2 separate regions of the Mus musculus genome follow, and region 2 is linked to region 1. A link is a contact called in public promoter capture Hi-C data. All regions are on one chromosome and are shown on one strand. Each heading gives the region's core, a stretch centred on a gene start, on an enhancer-like site or on the middle of the called end of the contact. The rest is flanking DNA. Distances are from core to core; before and after follow the strand shown.

What was found. Capture Hi-C pulls out chosen DNA fragments and counts their contacts.
Region 2: a contact with region 1 is called in a promoter capture Hi-C map of adipose tissue. The contact joins two enhancer-like sites. A contact is called at or near these places in 9 of 484 Hi-C or Micro-C datasets (the Ba/F3 cell line, the G1E-ER4 cell line, the N1E-115 cell line and 6 more), 1 of 115 datasets of contacts at active chromatin or transcription factors (fibro-adipogenic progenitors) and 2 of 9 other capture datasets (adipose tissue and pancreatic islet).

Annotation. Positions count from the first base shown.
Region 1 is chr9:84,031,679-84,035,395 of GRCm38.p6, forward strand. The region is part of intron 8 of Bckdhb (branched chain ketoacid dehydrogenase E1, beta polypeptide); the gene reads left to right. Among named protein-coding and RNA genes, the nearest start is that of Gm46124, 8.7 kb to the left of the region's middle. Within about 2 kb of position 1,518, at least 70 of the 459 cell types and tissues checked have an H3K27ac peak or open chromatin away from gene starts, as enhancers often do. A contact at or near this core is called in adipose tissue, where this site is marked.
Region 2 is chr9:84,105,620-84,109,773 of GRCm38.p6, forward strand. All of the region lies in intron 9 of Bckdhb (branched chain ketoacid dehydrogenase E1, beta polypeptide), which reads left to right. Among named protein-coding and RNA genes, the nearest start is that of Gm26146, 81 kb to the right of the region's middle. Within about 2 kb of position 2,117, at least 37 of the 459 cell types and tissues checked have an H3K27ac peak or open chromatin away from gene starts, as enhancers often do. A contact at or near this core is called in adipose tissue, where this site is marked.

The DNA of each region.
Region 1 (3,717 bases), core at 268-2,767:
ACATTAGATTGAAAGCTACACATAAGAAGATGAAGGGGCATTCTGCTGACCACACGAGGGGACCCAGAGCTGAGCTGATGTATTGATAGCTGCTGCTGATAGGAGATGGAGTGAGACCCTATGGGGAAAACATGTATGAAAAAGGTGTCAGCATTTTTAATTGTTTTCAAACCATAGCTCTTTATCTTCATTTAGTACAGAAGACAAGCAGACACCTACTGTGCTCCTATGGCTAGACCTGATGTAAATGCGTGCTCGCCACGCAGAGGTTCATTTCCCTCCTGGGAGGTGCGCGTGTGTCCTTAATGGTATGGGTGGGGTGACAGGTCAAGTATGTTGGATAATTCAGCTCCTTTCCCTACAGTGCTACATAAACAGATTTTTCTGGGTTCCTGCAAGGTACTAGTTGTTTTACTTCTAATCATTAATTTCCCTTTGGTTGCAATAGTCTTAATGATGCCATTAACCGGTTGCTGTTTGGGTATTTCTTATTAGTGTCTAATTTCTTGCATCAGATTTAGAAAGTAATAAAATTACTCTTTCCCTTGGCTCTTCGTCCCCCACCATTTGATGTTTGAGAATATCATACCTGCATATGATATCTTCATCAAATCTACCTGCATATCTTCTTTACTTCCTCCCATTTCAGCCCTGCCCTTCCCTCCCAACTAAAAGCGCTGTGATTTTAAAGCCACTTAGTGACATGGATAGGTGCATGAGCCTCGGGCTATCTCTGAAGCATGAAGAGGGATATAACCTTGAATCAAATAGTCTTTCCCCAGTAGCCATCATTAGTTCCTTGGCACTATATATTCATATTTTTTCCTTTTTATTCTTTTAGTCTCAGAGCTGCTGAAGAGTTTTAGCTGGAACAGACCTCTGTGTGTTGCTAGTTCTCATACAATTTTATATTAATCTTACTTTGCATGTTCCAAACTTTTCTTTAGAGCTGAGGAGAGATGAGAGGGAGGGTTAGTCCTTCACTTTGTGCTGATTGAGATGTCGAGGGAGGTGTGACAGACAGACTGGCTGTCTCAGTCTCCGTCCTTACAAGTCCCTGTGCCTGGCCGCAGAATGGCGCTTCTTGGTGTGAATGACTGGAGACACACGTCTGTGTCGTAGTTAACTTCTTCCAAGGGGAGCTTGGCTTGTAGAACCAAAGGGCGGAGGGCGATTGACTAATCTGCTAAATAGCCTTTTATCTTCCCGTCTAGTTTCTCATTAGTATTTGTGAGCCGGAGGATGGCTGGTTGGGAACGCGGGTTTGTGTTTTTAATTAGTCTCTCTAGGGATGATGAGAGGCTTATTTTGAAGAATGGAATTTTAAGGAAGCCTGACAACCCTACTTTTCATGTGACTGAAAAATGTTGGCAGCTGAGAAAGGTTTCACAACTGCGATGTCAAGCCAGCCTTTCCCATGGCTTTTTGCTCATTGTGGGGGCTGAGATGCATGACCGACCTGCGCTTCTGCTTCCAGACCCCAGCAGCCTGGAGCCTCTGTAGAGCGCCTGGCGTTCGTAGCCTCTCATGCTTCCTCCTCTTTAGTTCAGAGGGCTCTCCTGGGGCTTTCTCTCCTATCACATGCATTAGAGAGCTGGCTCAATTCCTTCCTTTGTCTGTGCATTTTAATCAGGCTGCAGCATGGGGTTGTATGACGCCTTATTATCTGTATAAGAAGTACTTGTTTTCCATACTGTACACCACCATAAAAATTTAAGACTACCTCATTATCACGGAATCAGGGAGCTAGGTTGTTTTGCACGGTATTGTATTGGGAAATAAGGAAATGTAGCTCCAGAGCCCTGAAGTATGATGTCCCCACAAATGATTTTTGAGCTGTGCCATCTTGCCTGTTCCTATAAAAGAGGCAGCCAGTTCCTTTGTCATGCAGTTCCTCCTGCTAGAGGGATTTTGTGTGTGTGTGTTTATTTTGTTTTGTTGTTGTTTTTGAGTTGAAACGTATTTTCTCACCTGTTTCTACACTTCCTTCTTAGAAGCCTTTGTTTCTGTACAGCTTCCATGCAAATGTGTGCACATCTTCCAGACCCCGTAGTTATTGTCTTTTCTGTGTCCTTGGCATAGCCACCATCCCCATTATCTGCATTTTTACTTTCCCTTTCTGTGGCTTCAGTTACTCATAGTCTGAAATTATTAAGTGGAAAATTCCAGAAATAATCCATTTAAATTGTGTACCATTCTGAATAAGCGTGGAGAAATTGCACACTGTCCCTTTTCTGTCCCTCCTGGGACATGAATCACACTCTTGTAAGCTTATTCATTCTATAGGTGCTATTCCCACCTTTTGGTCACTTTGTAGCCATCCTGATGGTTAGTTGTACTCACGAGGCCATATATTGCAGTGCTTAACTTAATAACCCGTAAGCAAAGGAGGGTGAGAGTGTTGCAGATGAGATGCTCTTGCTTAGGACGTGGAGGGCTGAATTAACTCAGTACTGTGCAATCATTTGTTGTGAGGCATGTTGGAAAATGACAGTGTGTGTACAATTCACATTGAGAGTCTTTCTGGGGCTCTGATATCACCTGTCCCTGAAGGTGGGCTATCCCCTCTGAGTGAGGGAGGCCTTTGCTGTCCCCATTCCTTTCAGCTGGTAGGTAAGTGTCCTGGTTTCCAGGTTCTTCATGATGTTCTTGAAACACCCTCTCAGTACCTAGTGGCCTTTTTTCAGTTAAAGTGACTTTTAAAGTGATAGGTGACCTGACTCGCTGAAGGCCTCTCAGGACAATTTGTCTGGTGACCTGAGGTCTATTATGACCTGGAAGGAGATTGTATGCTGTTATTTTGGAATACCCCGAAAAGGCAGTGAGGTTCCTTGCCATTGGTTACATTAAGCCCTCGCACAGAGGTTTATGGATATTATTGGCATAGAGCAGTAAAAACTGTGTTGGGAAGGTAGTAATCTTGCAAAAACATCTCAAATAATATTAGTTTAAAAATATATTTTTAGTGTGGTTTGTATGATTTTATTTTATTTTTTGCAGGAGTGGGGAGGGGGCCGTGTATGGTATTGTGTTATGTACCTTGATGTGCAGGCAGCAGATAGAGGAATTTATAGAGTTGTTTTTCTCTTTTCATATGGGGCCCAGGATCAAATTTGGGTGGCAAGGCTTGTTCAACAAGCGCTTTTTCCCCTGAGCCATCTCGCAGGCCCATTTTTGGTTTTATTTTAGCTGTGTTTGTAGTACCAATTGTAAAATATGGGGTAAATGGTCCATCTCTGTGATACACTTGAGGAAATGGCCTTCTAGAAAGGAATTTGGGTACTTTAGTTTTCTGATCAATCAGTAAACAAACATATTTTGCATCTGTGGAAAGCTATCTTTCATCAAAAATTTTATTTCACAAAAATTTTATCTGCCCCTCCCGCGCCCCCCCCCCCCCCCCCCGCCCTCCAAACTGGCAAACGGCAGCTTTTATTTTATTTCTTTTACATTGATCTGCATTATTCACTTCTACATATGGTCAGCGTTTGGAACAGCGCGCCTGTATGGCTACAGATTTTGAAGGGATTCTTACTCGGTGTTGCGTTTGTGTCTCAACTGTGACCTCCTCGTTACTGGGTAATCAGCCAAGCTTTGTTAGATGTTCTCAGATATGTACCCATAGCACTCTTGGAAAAAGACCATTAGTCATGCTAAATCCTAAAATGTAGCTTGTGGAATGTATCTTTACTGTCCGTCACTTTAGTGCCATGTAGA
Region 2 (4,154 bases), core at 867-3,366, 75 kb after region 1:
TTAGCGCTAGTCCTCTGTTGATGTATGATTGGTGAAGATGCTTTCCCACTCTATCGGCCACTGCTTGGCTGGAATGATGTCCCCTTCTGTACAGAAGCCTGGCCACATGGCTTTATCAGTTCTGAGCCAGAGTTCTAGATTCATCATGATTTGACCATGAAGGACCTGAGCCAGTGCTGAAGGGTGAAAATGCTGATGCTAAGTCACCTCAGACCCACCCTTGGGTTGGGGGAAGTTTCAGCTTCCTTCAGAATCCCCGGGGAGTGGGGTGATTATGGTTTCTCTGTGGCCAACCAGCACTGCCCATTACATTACAGTAATGCACATCCAATATAAAGAGTTATTGGTACTTTTTAACAAGGGGAAGTTTTGAAGAACATACAGGGGAAAAAAAAACTGTGTTTGTTAGTATTAATCAGAGGCATTTCGAATGTTTTTTTTAAATCTAACATGCATACCAAATTTGACTTTACTGTATCAGAGATAGCACTGGGTGCTATGTCTTAAGAATCCATCTTGTGAACTTCATTGCTTTACAAGGTCCCAATTGCTGCAGCACCTGGCACCTTTGCTGACAGACATATCTATTGTCTGCTGCCAATTTATAGGAGAATGAAGTTCCTATATAGAAAAACTTTTTTAAAAAAATGATGTCTTGTTATTGTTTTTTATGTATGTGGGTGTTTTGCCTGACTGTATGTCTGTGCACCATTTGCATGCGTGGTGCCCATGTAGGCCAGAAGAGCACATCAGATTCTCTAGAATTGGAGTTAAAGACAGTTGTGAGCCACTCGGTTAGTATTGGGAATTGAACCTGGGGCATCTGGAGAACAGTCAAATGTTTTTAACCACAGAACCATCTCTACATCCCTAAATAGAGTCTATAAGCTCTTTATCTCAATTGAGAAAGTCTATGAAGAATTTGAAAGGCTGGCACGAACGTTGGTGTACATATTATTTGTGTAAACAAAACTTTTCATTTCTCTGGGATAATTGCCCAAGAGTTGGACTGCAGAGTCATGGGAAGTGGATATTTAGTTGTATAAGAAAGTGCTGAAATGTATGTTTGCAAATGTTTCCATTCATACTCTCCCCTCCCCCCTCTGTCTCTACACACACACACACACACACACACACACACACACACACACACAACCAGTTATACATCCACACATACTAATGTCTCACTGAGTAGAGAGCATCTTTTCATGTGACTATTGGTCATCCGTATTTTCTCTGCTCCTAACATTTTTTTTCCACTTTCCAATTGTTTTTATGTTTTTTTTTTCTTGTTTTTCAGCTAGGTTCCGAGAGTTTTGTAACGTAAGAACTTTGTTAGATTTGTGGCTTATAAATGTTTGCCTCTATGTGTTCTGTGCCTGCTTTTTGCTTTTTGCTAACATCTTACACCTCCCAGAGACTCTCACCTACCCACAAAAGGGGGGTTCTGCTTTAGGCCCCAGACATTATATTTTCCTTCCTTTAACTATGGAAGTTTTTATTAAACTTTATGGCCTTTTCTCATAAAGAGAGACTGCTTTCTCCACCGTCTCTGTACTTTCTATACAGTCTCCCCAGGGTGTGCCTTCCCCCTCCCGTTTAGTTATGGCACTAAGATTATTTTCCCAGTACACTCCTTTTTATTTGCATTGTGATCTGGGCGCGATAGAGACTTTACTCTCTAGTCATTCGTATTTCCTGCCCTCCTCCTTCCCTCCCTTCCTCCACCACTTTAATGTTGAAACCTTGAAAATCTGAATATAAGGTTTTGCCAGGAATTCAGGGCTGGAGTGCTTTCTGTTTCGCTCCCGCGAAACTTTCCTTACCCGTATGGATGGGCTAAAGACTCTTACATCTCTGTTGTTCCCGCAGCCTGAGCCATGTGAAGCTAAGTGAGAATTCAGACTTCTCTGGCAAGGCATTATTTATTGCTGCATGCCTGCCGGCTGCCAGACCTTGGGCGCTGGTGTGCCTTCTGCTGATGAGACCCAGCGCTAATTCGTCTGAGGTGATGTTAGGGCATCTATGCTTTCCTTGCCCGCAGTGTGAATACCTTCGCCGTCCTGTTTGCCTTAGTGAGCCCACACTAGAGGGGACTGATTGGGTGAGGGAGAGCCATACCATTACTTACGTAGTTGCTTCCTGTTTCCCTATACAGTGATAGCCGTGCAGTCGAAGATGCTGTGATGGTTGTCAGCCTTCTGCACAAAGAAGCATATTTTCGCAACATGAATGGAAAGCTATTTGTAAATTACTTAAATGGCCTCAGAAATCTGTGCATAGCCAGAGACCAAATAAGATAATTTCCAAACACCAGAATTTTCATAAATCAGAATTTGTAAATGCTGAAGAAAACAAGCATGACCTAGTGACTTGGTGTAACTGGGCACATAGAAAATGTTCTGCTTCAGGCTTGCCTTCATTTTTTGATTACTTCATAATTTCCTTGAATTTTTTAGGTAGCAAGCAAGCTGAGGAGCTCAGTTCACAGTTTGCTACATTGTAGCCGGCCTTGGCAGCTGGAAGGCTGAGGGGATCCACGAGAGAGAATGGATTTCCTCTGGCCACTCAGTAAAGCACTCGAATGTCAGTGTGTATGCATGGTCGAACCTTACTTCTTCCACAAGAACAGCAGGCGGCATTAAACATATGATCTCTGTGTGCGTTGCTAGGTTACTTGGTTTTGAGTCTTTTTCTTTATAATAGATAATCATTAAAAACTCAGCACCGAGCGAGAGAACATTGAGAAAGGAAAGCAGTAGTATGAATAAATGGGAGAGTAACATTGTCATTAGGACACTGGCTACGGTAGTAAATATATACATATATATATATATATATATATATATATATATATATATATCTTCCTGGTAGAGAAAGGATATTCGATTGCTAGCCAAGAAACGAGTCCACTTAGCTGCAGACCATAGAGTAGTATTTTTAATTGTAAGCTCCTCACTTTAGTTTTCTCGACTTTCTCAAGTAGACATTTTGGGGTTTCATTCTTATATTTCTAACCAAATGGAGCAATTGCCCCCAAATTACAAATGCATGCGATCTGTTCATTTCCACTGTGCCCCCTCACTTCCTCTTGTCATCGCTGTTGCCGTTTGAATTATCAGCAGGCCCATGATTCATCTCTGATGATACCTTTAGATTCCTCACGCAGGAGCCTTGAGAACAGCGTACAGCTCTATAGCCACTCGAATGGATTGTGTAAGATATAGATGTGTAAAATATGAAAACCACTTGTAGCTGTCTTCTGGTTGTGGCTGATCTGGTGGCCATCTGGTTGTCCCCCTTTTCCTTCTGCACCCCTCCTTTGGAATTTCCTTCCTTTTCCATGCTCCTTAGATGTTCCTGTACATACAGGGAGGGACACAGAGGGATCTTACAGTGCAGGCTTGTTGAATATGAGTAATAATAATTGAAAAAAAATAGATGTATTCTTTTTAAAAAAAATCAATATCAAGTTACTGGACGGTGTCTTGGAGAAGGGCATTTATGCTGAATTTGGAAGGTGCACCATGTGACCATAGCAGGATAGAGGAAAGCAAGAAACAAAATTAGATCAAAAGGGCTTTTAAGAAAGCAACGATATGGTCCCTTTCTCTTCCCCTTCCCTTTCATTTCCCCTTGCTCCCTTCCCCCATATCTTCCCCCTCCCCTCCTCTTTCCCTTTCTTTCCCTATTCGAATTCCCTTCCTCTTCCTCTTCTTCTTTCCTTCCCTTCCTTTTCTCTTTCCTTACTTTCTTTGGAAGGTATGTGTTTGTACATCTGTTCTTGGCTTGGGGAAACTAGGAAAGTTACTCAGGAGGCAGGGTTGCTGTTGCAACAGTGCAGCATCTATTCCATGAAGGAGAGGGTGTTTAGGCATTACTAAGGAGTGAAAATATCCCAGGCCTACTTTCTAAATTGTGTGTGTGTGTGTGTGTGTGTGTGTGTGTGTGTGGTAACTAAGCCCTTTAATGTCTCAAGGTGAGGCAGTTCTGGTTAATCTGAGTGTCACTAATACAAAGGGCTTGTGAGACGGAGTATGATATTCTGCACTGTTAGTTAGTTTTGCACACTTCAACTGAGCCAGCACCTAGACAACAACTGATAGCCAAGCCAGTAAAGACAAAACCAAACAAAAACCAAACACAACCTAAGC